Linked DNA regions of Hordeum vulgare: region 1 is linked to region 2. Evidence: chromatin contacts called from public Hi-C data. All regions are on one chromosome and are shown on one strand. The core of a region is the stretch at or near the end of the contact, and the rest is flanking DNA. Distances in the headings are between cores, read along the strand shown.

What was found. Hi-C and Micro-C count contacts between places; a contact is called where the count stands out from the background.
Region 1: a Hi-C map of leaf shows a contact between it and region 2, with 6 times the contacts expected there. The contact joins the promoter of LOC123406353 here to the promoter of LOC123401611 in region 2. A contact is called at or near these places in 3 of 6 Hi-C or Micro-C datasets (leaf and seedling).

The regions. Positions count from the first base shown.
Region 1 is chr6H:122,709,152-122,714,707 of MorexV3_pseudomolecules_assembly, reverse strand. LOC123406353 (CASP-like protein 2C4) reads right to left here and starts at 3,905. Exons shown (of 3, transcript XM_045099859.1): 1 at 3,376-3,905; 2 at 3,123-3,267. The coding sequence starts at 3,710. LOC123406352 (calmodulin-binding protein 60 B-like) reads right to left here. Exons shown (of 8, transcript XM_045099858.1): 8 at 5,549-5,556.
Region 2 is chr6H:122,550,793-122,556,172 of MorexV3_pseudomolecules_assembly, reverse strand. It overlaps LOC123401611 (calmodulin-binding protein 60 B-like), which reads right to left and starts at 1,998. Exons shown (of 7, transcript XM_045095445.1): 1 at 1,690-1,998; 2 at 153-646; 3 at 1-78. The coding sequence starts at 1,778.

The DNA of each region.
Region 1 (5,556 bases), core at 2,656-5,155, 160 kb before region 2:
ATTCCCACACCGGATCGGAGCATCACTACTGCGAAGACAAAGAGGACACCTGAGCCACCTGCCTCTAACCGTCCCGTCACCCACACGACCAAGATGGAGTCGCCACCACCGCAATGTTGCACGCCAGAGAGCCAACCATGCGGACCGTCACCCGGGGCCGTCACACCGGCATGCATGTTCAAGTCATCACCCTCCGCCCACATCATGTTGCATCCACCACGGTAGGAGTAAAAGGCACCTCCTTTCACTCCTAGCCTGAGATTAGCCACAACGTGTAAATCAACATCTTCATGGTAGGAGGCATAGACACCTGTGTCTCTAGCCAGTCCTAGTGACCGGGGGATACAAAACTCCATGACTGCCGACGGCTGTCACTTAACACGCTTGCACGACGTCATGTTCCTGGTATTCGATGTCGATCTTCTTGAGAGATTCACGATGTCCCAACCACCACCAAGATCCACCATACTCGTGGCGGTCTTTTTATAGAGAGCGCGATGGGTCATGCAAAAAATGTGACGAGCAGTGGGTAAATAAGACAAAAACATGTCCTTAATGACCACTAGCAGTTGACATACGGCTAACAACTACTAATTGACACGCTTCCTCATGCCATGGCCTCTTCTACGACATGTGTCATTGATAGGGTGAAGAGATGGTGGATGAGGAGGAGGCTGAAACTTTCCAACGACGTGAGTGGTTGGTGGATGAAGGTTGTGCTATATAACTTAAGTGCCTCCAGCCTTCAAATATGAAGGCTCATCGTATATGGAGAGCGCTACATAAATTATAGCGACAGAAGACAAAATGGCCATTCTGCTAGAGTTTTTTTTTCCAGCCAAAATCGTTGAATTGTTGATTATTATGCAGATCGAACCAAATGAATTTGCAATGAGAAGCTAAGTGCAACTTCCTATCTCCCCTCCCCTCCGCTGCCCCTGCGCGGGCGGCCAAGGGGCCCCAACCTTAGCTGCCGGTCACTCCCCATTCCACCCCTCCCCTCCGTCGTCGCTGGAGGAAACCGTCGGGCTAAGCCCTGGCGGCTGAAGGCGGTGGCGGAGGAGCCTCTCCTTCTCGCGCGCGAGGGTGGCGCGGGGCATCCAGGCGAGCCGAAGTGCGTCCCCAGATCCGAGCCTCCATGGCGGTGGCTCGCTCCTGGCAGCGAGCGGCGGCAGATGACTAGTGGTGGAGCTGCTGCATGTAGCCATGGCGCTACGGTACCTCGGATCGGCGGCGGCGTGGAGGGCTTTGGTGGGCTGGTCAGTTGTGGGCATGGTTGGCCCTCTGGTCATATCTGATCTAGCCAGAGTGGCTTGCTCGCTCTACGGTGGCGGAGATTGATGGTGGTGTGTGCGCACGATGCGAGACGGAGGTTCGTCGAGCGGATACGGGTGAAAACCTCGTTCTCGGCTTGTTGCTAAGACCGGGGATGGCGACACTCTTTTGTGTCGTTACCTTCTTAAGGGCATCATTGTGGAGAAGCTCAAGACCTCTATCCGCTACCTCCGGGGGAAACCCTAGATCAGTAGATCGGATGACGACGGCGGCCAGATGTTGTTTTCCTCTTGGGGACGTCTTTCTTGGAGGTGTACACGGGCTCAAGAGACCAGTGGACGGCTTCTTTGGTGGAGCGCTGCTTCATCTTACTCATTGATGGCGGTGGATCTCGACGGCATGGCGTAGCGGAGACTCGGCATCTGATGCGCGGAGATGGACTCGCGCAGGAGGACACTTTGTGACGTCATGGTGGCGTCGATGGCAGAGAGGTCTGGTAAGTCGGTGTGTTAGTTTCTACTCTGAAGATGTATTGGTGGAAGATGACGGCGACGACACATGAGAGTGTATTGAACCGGTTTGTACCCTAAACCCAGTATGTGGCTCGGTTGGTGCCTCTGGCTTTAGATGTTAGGCTTTGGTACAATGTTTGTTTGGTTATAGGCTCGGGCTATCGACATCCTTTCATCAAGTGGTTGGGAGTAGCGACAGTTGTTGCTAAGATGGTGTCTTCGGACAAACTAATGTACTACTTATAAGGTTTTTGTAAATAATTAATAAAATGGCTGCATGTATCGTCCACATGCATAGGCGGGGTAAACCTCCTTTTCTAAATAAAAAAATGCAGATCGAACCGGTGACTCTGCTAAAGTTGCTCTTAATGTGTTCTGCTGTTGCCGTTAGCAGTGCGGCCATCAGTCCATCAAGATTCTTGTTACGCGTCGCGAGTTAAGGTTCAGAAACGACCCCGTTACGGTTGCAACCGCATGAGTTATGACCCTTCCTCTCCATACCGTACCATCAAACGATTAACGATGTACTGTGGTACGGAATTATATTTGGCGAGAGCACATCACGTGAGCAACCACTCTTCTGATCTTCTCCGCCGTTCAGTGCCTACATGACGTGCCGGATTATATCTATAACATGTCCCTAGGATAGAACTATGAACTTAAAGCGACAAGGAGTTCTTGCAAAGCAAAGCTGTCCTGGTTCGGTTTCCTAACCATACGATGCAGTTCTCCAGCGGCATTGGTGGCGAAGTGCAAAATAAAAGTGGGAGATGGCGCGGAGCGACAACCCGAGACGAACCCAAAACAGATCACCTCTCGGTAGAGGAGTAAAAACCCATTGTCGTGCAGAGGGTGATGGTAAACCGGCGACTGAGACGGGCGCCGGAGACGGGGGAGATTGCTCGCTCGCCGGCGGCGACCGGCGAGAGAGGAAATGGGGACGGGAAGGTCGAAGGAAGCGAGGCCTTAACTGGCTAAAAGTTTGGCCTGCCCGATCAAAAACGACAGGCAGAAAGGCCCATCACCACTACCGTCCTCCTGCTGCTACCTAGCCGTGGGTAAAAGCGACGGCGGAGTGTCCACGCACACGCACACGCCCGTCGCTGTAGCCTGTAGCCTGTAGCCTGTAGCCGGCTCACGATAATTCCATTCGATGCGTAGCGTATTAATGGGAAACGGTTGGGCGCCAAGCACGCGCACGCGGCCGGCCTGTTTCCTCCTTCCTTCCTTCCTGGATCGACGATCACCACGACCCGCTAGTCTAGCTAACTGATTATACTGAAGCTACAAATCAATTCACCGAAAAGTAATCAGCTAGTAGTAGTAGTTGGTTACCTTGTCGAGGAGGAAACATGCCCACGCGACCGCCCTGGCGCAGCCCCGGTCCTCGCCGCCGGCGAAGCGGCCGCCGGAGCAGAGCCGCTTGAGGAGCCGCGCGGCGTGGTACCCCGCGGCCACGGCCGCCGCCACGACCAGCACCCTGGTCACACTCACACAGCAAGAATTCGATCAGGATCGTCGCGAAACCTGGTAGCACTACATCGATCCGTGGCCGAACATGGGGCGCGCGTGGGCGCGTAGCATGTACCAGAGGGCCTCGACGTCCTTGGGCACGGCCTTCTTCCGGATGAAGAACACCGTCTTGGTCTGTGCGCTCAGGCCGAGGAGCAGCGCGGACGCCGCCGACCCCACCGCGCACGCGCCCCGGAGGAGGCTCTCCGCCCTGCCCGACGCCACCACCGCCTGCAGCCTCGCCACCGCCCCCATGTCGCCCGGCCGCCTCGCTCGATCGGTCTCCGCCTCGCTTCCCGGCCGACGTTTTGGGGAGCTCTGTGGAGCCTTCGGACGTGAACGCTCTGGCGGGGTAGCGCGCGCGGAAAGCGTTGGGGGCCAGAGCGCGTGCTTTATATCACCGATATCCATCCATCGGCTCCCATCAATTTTGATGGGGGCTGGCTGCGGTGGTGCAAAGGGGCTCGAAAGTAGTACGTGAGCGTTGAGGCCGCCATGTTTGTATGGGATTTAAATTTTTCACCAAATTGCGTTGAATTTCATGGGCTTCACTGTAACTGCACGTATGCTTATGAACCTTTGGGCAGCTTTATAAAATGCCATGGCTTTTAGAGGATGACCAGCAATTTGTGTGCTTGATTATCGTATGCTAGTGTCTATGTCATCAACCAATAATACACCACACAATGGCTCTAATCACGTGTATCTTAAGTTGGGCAATATGGGGTTCTCAATATGGCTCTAATCACGTGTATCTTAAGCAGCGGCTCAACCGGGTGTTCCTGGACAGCGTCATGAGACGGCGTGAGTTACTGGCCGTTACGCCAGGTCGTCAAAAAACGGGCCCCCTTGTCATAATAGAGGTTAAAAGGGGCGAAGAGGCGATTAGGTGTTTTTTGCAAATGATTAGGATAAAAATTAGTGATATCTGCAAAGATTTCGTAAAAAAGTGTTTTCTGCAGAACCACGCTTCAATGTAATGGTTTTTCACAATTCACTCCCTCTCAGTGAACGCATGTTGCTAGAATGCTTGGAATAAATTCAGGTAAACGGCAACAAGAATGTTAAATATGAAACTTAAACTCTTGTGGACAAGGGATACCACTGTCCTTCTAACCATTCAATCATAGGTTGGTTTGCATACTTGACTTGTTAGCATACAAATAAACCCTCCTTACGTTTTGCAAAAACAAAAACAAAAAAAAACTCACCCTACTCTATTCTCTGTCACGTCATGATGCATTCTTCATGGTAAATTTTACAATTGATGCCGCCAACAGTATGGAATTGTCCTGTTCCTCTTCTGTATTGTGCACTCACATATCTAGAGACATGATCTGGTCACGATTAGCAGAGTTTAAGACAATGAGCTGAAGAAAGACAAACGAAAAACTCAAAGCTGCAACTAAAAAATCATTCAAAGCGATGAGCATGAGAAAATAATCTCAAAACTAACAAGGTAGGCCAAACTGATGTGATTTTAGAATTAACCAGATTAGTTGAATGAAGTGAAGAGCAATCCACAATCCTTTTTTGTACAGGAAATTTGCAACATAAATGGGAATTCACCCATTAGGAAATGTGTGAATATGCGTGGCATCCTCACGTTTTACCTCCCTAAGGCCCTGCTTGGGATGTCGTTCTAAACACTATTATATTCTTTACGAAGGGAGTATACGCTGCATTGACAGAGATTGTGAACATGGTGTGAAAGGGGGTGTAGCCATCTGCGTTTGCTTACAGTTACGGGTAGCCTTCGCAGCTTTGGGCGTCAACGAGACTGCATCAAGCGTCAACCACCTCGAATACGATACACAGCAACTTGAAACATCAACTACGATTAAAATCTTATAAAAAAAAAAAGACGCTGCATCTACTACAAATCTTAGGGAGAAAAGATATCGGACTGAGGATGATTAGGAGAAAAAAATCAAAGGGGAGAGGGGCTAATTAGGTTAGGTGTGGACACGTACCTCCGTATCTTCCGTCCGTAAGCTGGCATTCGAGAAAATTAGTGACTATTGAAAAGGAAAAAAAAATGTGTGGTTCAGTTTGCCCTCCATTTGACTGGAAGACCTCCACGTCCCATCAGCTCAACTTCTTATAAATGACATGCCCGGCTGCAACAAATGGTCACTGTATGATCACTTGATAAAAGAGGCCAAGAACATAATGCCGATGCACCACTTCAACAAAATTACTGAGCCTTACAAACATGTTCTTCCAGTAGTTATGGACCCCCAACCAAGTAACAGCC
Region 2 (5,380 bases), core at 749-3,248:
GGAACGACCCATCTTTTCCTATTTTCTCTAACCTCCAGACCTCATCCTTCAATGCAGGTGGATAATGCTTCTTGAACACTAAAGAAGTGAAATTCAAATTGTTCAGACATATCTCAAGCGGAAGCACATGATTACCATTACAGAAAACTTACATTCTCCTCTATGGTCCTTAACCATGAAAGCTTCAGTTTTTGCCTCACGGATGCGAACACCCTGACAAAACCCTGAGGCAATTTTCAAACCAAGTCTGAATTTCCTACTCCTTATCCAGCTAGAGTTATCTGTGAACGTGAACTCCCCAATTGTGCCAACACCGTCTTTCAGTGTGACTTGTATATCGCCAGTTATAATAGGTCGTTTCCCCTCACGCTCCTTCACTACATGACTGTCAAATTCCTCCTCTGTCCAGCCTTCCTCATCTTCATTGTTGAAATCGCCTTCTAGAACGACAATACCAAGCTTGGCAGACGACTCTGGCCCAGATGATACAACACAGCCATTGCCGGTATCAAGCAAAACCACATGAATTGAAGCCCCCTGCTCCCCTTCAACTTTTCCCCCGGTAAAAAGGGGAAGGGACAATCTTGTCCTGAATTGGAGTTGCAGATTTTTTCCACCAGGACCTTCAATTCGCTTTGGAGAAGACCTGCATTATATTCCAATCAGTAGCAGATAATTAGTATCAACGTGGCTCCCAAAGAAGAACATTTCACCTTTTAGACCTCAAAGTTTACATACTTTGCAAGGATATAGCATCATGCGTGAAGCCAAATTACATTGCACACCACAAACATCAAGTTACTGGCAATACCATCATGTGTTACTTGCCTATAAACATAACACCCAGAAGATAGCGCTTTAGAGATGGTTCTTGCCATTAACTAGGGAGATTCTTGTCAGTTGGACAGTTGGGGTATTTTGTAGATGAACAAGTTCAATGAGATAATTTTAACATGGCCATAGTGGTAATCTTATGTATTTGCTTAACTTATGTGCATGAGGTTAAAATATTATACTAACAACAGAATAGAGTGGATGACAAGCCTGGAGTTAAAGCTACAGAACAAGCCTGGCATTTGATTTTGTCCTAATATGTGATGGATGATGTGTACCGTTTTTCTTAAATTGTTTTCAGTGGTAAGCATAGGCGTCCTTGAGTGTACGTCCTTGATGCTTATAACGTGGTCACGAGTGTGCTCCTGAAACTACTTATAACGGATCTTCTCCTTTCTCTCAACAGTTAACCAACAAGTTACCAATAATTCACTCATTTCCCAGCAGGTCACACCAGTTCCAGCTCAAACTGTTTCTAATACTAAGCAACTTCAAAACGCCCATGGTCATCAAAACCATAACTGAAGTTCCAAAGCTACGGTTAGACGCAGCAACTAGGAGACTAATCATCACCCCGCTAATAACAACCTGACGACCCTTTGTCAATGAAAAAAAAAACACATCTTCAGATTTTCAGCTAGACGGCACCAAATCACGAGCAATAAATCTGAAGATGAATTCCCAAATCCCAGTTATAAATACGTAAGCCGGCGCTAAATCACGAAAGCCTTTGCCACCATACGAACCCAAGCAGCTACACTGGCTAGAACTCGCGCGGCTGAATCGGCACGGACACACAAAAATCACATCACGCACGCACTTAAAAGGGGTACCAAAACTCGACGAATTCCTGACCTGGCAAGAGCCGGGGGGCGCGACCGCTTAGCCTCGGGGCGGCCGTCGCCGGCGGCGGCGGCGGCCTCCAGCCCGCGCTTCTCGTTCATCGCCGGGGGCGAACCCTAGCCGGCGCCCGCACCGAATAGAGCGAGGCCTGCCTCCAGATTTCGCGCGAGCGCCGCCGCCGCCTTGACCGGTTCCGCGCACCGGAGGAGATTGATCGGCCGCGGTCGCCTGGCCGGGCGCTGGATGACCCGTTTCCATAAGGCCACCAAACTATCCGTAAGGACAGTGACAAGCCATGCTAATAGTCTCAAGCTCGTTCGGTCATTGTGCTTTCACTCGATCACGTGAAATTACTCGGTCTACTTTGCAACAATCGGACCCTTTCCGCGCTCGGTCCACAGCAAGTCAGGGAGGACGAAGGGGCTGCAACGGTCAAGGATTTAAACACACGTATGAAGGTCCATGAAAGCCCGCGTTACCGGTAACATCAGGGATTAAGGCTTTTGTTACCTGTAACTTTCTCTTTATTATCATTTATTGCCTTGTAACGGTGCTCGGACGGTCATGACAACACTATATAAGCCACTTTCGGATACCGGCTCAAGGTTCATCACTTGTAATCTTTTACACCCTATAAGCAAACATCAGCCTTTCGGTTCGAGACGTAGAGCTATTACCACCTCCGAGTGGGGTTGAACTCGTAAATCCGAGTTCATCCACTGCGTCTAGCTAGACTTCGCCCCTTAGTTTGTACTCCTGATACTATTGTCAGGATCATTCCCACGAAAGTTGACGCCCATCGTGGGGCTGCGCTTCTAGCAAATTCAGCGCAGTTGGAGATTTTCCACATTTTCGCCATCATGATGACACTCGACGGAGAGATCCTCTTCGGTTTCCTTAGCTTCATCGTCGACGATTTAGCGTGGCTGCAGGATGTATCACTGGACACCGACGCCCTCCCCGCGCGAGGTTCGTCGCACTTCAGCGCGGTAGCGCACGTAGTCCTGATTCGGCAGCCATCGGCGCCACATCACTCGGCATCACCACGACCCGCTGCCGTCGGTCACAAGCGCTCTGGGCACTCGCAGATGCAGCGATGGATCAAGCATGCTATGGCCAACCAGGCCATCTCCGGACAGGTTGCCATGCTCAGTTCTGATGAGCCCACCGTCAGCCTCTTCCCTTCGTCGAGCGAGGAGTCACTCGGCGACTCCGACTGCGACAGCAGCAGGGGTGCAGCTGAGATTCTAATGACCGACACCAACAGGGGAAACAACCATGACCACGCTTCTGATAACTCTCTCGAGCGTGACGGCAGGGAGCGTTGCCACGACGACAGCCACCACCATATTTCGCAGCTGCTCATCGAGTCCTTCGCACCCCCATCACCGAAAATAGCCTGGAGGAGATCGCGCTGGAGAACGCACGATTGGCCAACTTGGCCGAGCGCGAGCGCCTCGAGCGGCTCCAGCGTTCACTCGACGCTCGAGCCGCTAGAGACCAACCGAACTCTGTCGTAGCCAGTTGTTTCCAAACGACCGCCCGCAACACATTGAAGTGATGCGGACGTGTAACGTTCAAGATGCGGTCCTATCCTTATTTTGGCGCGAGGGCCTCGACAGGGATAGAAATGCATCTCGTCGTTTCGCAAGAATGGATATCGTTACAAGTACATGTACTGAAAAAATGAGTATAAGGAGTTGGCTTACACTCGCCACAAGCTACAACAGAGTCACATCAATACAATACATACAATCATCATGAAGAAGAGCAAGGTTCATCTACCGACGAAAGCAAACGATAAAAGAACGACGTACATCCTTGCTATCCCAGGCTGCCGGCCTGGAAACCATCCTAGATCGACGACGAAGAAGAAGAAGAAACTCCAAATGAACAATCATCGCGCTCACATATTAGTATCCTTTACATGTACCCGTAACTGGTGTTGTAGTAATCTGTGAGCCAAGGGAGGCTCAACAATCTCATTTCCAAAGGTACCAAGACTAGCAGAGCTTAATGGATGAGGTATGGTTAAGTGGTGAGGCGACAGCAAGCGACTAACCATTTACTTGAGGTGGCTAACTTTATGAGTACAAGAATAAGAGGGGGTGATCTACGCACAACGGACGTGAACTACTGATGATCAAATGAATGATCCTGAACACCTACTTACGTCAAACATAACCCCACCGTGTCCTCAATCGGAGAAGGAGCTCACGAAAGAGACAGTCACGGTTACGCACTCAGTTGGCAAGTTTTTTAATTAAGCTTACTTCAAGTTATCTAGAACCGGATGTTAAACAAAGTTTCCACGTTGCCACATAACCGCGGGCATGGCTTTCCGAAAGATTTAACCTTGCAGGGGTGCTCCAACTAGTCCATCACAAACTACCACACACTGCGACGAAATGACCTCGATCAAGGAAACCCGTGATCTCCTCGGATTCCTATTGTAAAACCTTAACCTCGAGATAACCCAAAGCATCCTCGGAATCCCTCGCACAAGACGCTCGATCAAGGTAAAACAAATCCAGCAAGGCCGTCCGACGTGTCGACAAACCCGATAGGAGCCACGTATCTCGTTCTCAGGACACGACCGGATGGGACTAGCTACGAGTAAAACCAAACCTCGAGTTTCCTCGCGGTGGCCCCGCAGGCAGCCCATTTGGGACCAACACCATCAGCACTGCCCCCTGTATTATGTTGAATTACTCCTCGGGTTCATGACGCCCTATGTTTTTTCAGTATTATCAGGACTATTATGTTGGACAAATATAGTACCAATGTTGGGCCTTGCCAGACGAGCTTTATCCCAAACGAGAATCTAGGGGGTCCCCATAACAACCCCAAGCATGTTAGGAGCTCTCATTTATGGAACATAACACCGGTAGCCGAAACTAAGGCGACAAAGGTGGAACAAAACACCAGGCTAGAAAGGTCGGTCCTTCCATCTTTTACCAAGTATATAAGTGCATTAAATTATTTAGAATTAATATGATGATATGACAAGGAACCCATGTTTGCACATGGAAGCAAATGCACATGCAACTAGCAACGCTATCCAATGGTTAAGCAAGCGGTAACATATCCAATCAATGGTTTGCTAGGTTGTAGAAAGGTTAAAGGTTTTCATGGCAATGTTGGGAGGTTGATATTTAACAGGTGGTAGGGAGCGAGACATAACGATAGAAACAAAACAACCATCATGACAATGATAGCAATGGTATCTAGGGAAATGATCATCTTGCTTGAGATCCCGCTTGGAAGAAGAACGACTCTGTGTAGCAGACGAACCGACATAGTCGAACGGGGCCTCACATTCTGACACGCTTGCAGAGCTCTATTGAGACGAAGCAAACCAGAAACAAGAATCAACACACGATATCCACCATGACACATGAACGACATGATGCACACCTAATATGATGCTTTTTCAGTTTAAATTATGCAAGGCATGGCATGACAATTCACCTCACGCAAACACTACACATTAAGTGAAGCTCTCAACATTCAAATATTTAGTTCACTCCTATTTATTTACACGGCAACATTAAATGTTGTTTAACATGGAAAGGGGCGAAGCACAAATAATCTACCTATCTAGGCATTTTAAATGAGGCCGAAAACGACATATAGCATCTCCGAAACGACCCCACGCGTTAACTTTATAATATGTCTGGATTTGTCCTAATCACATTTTATG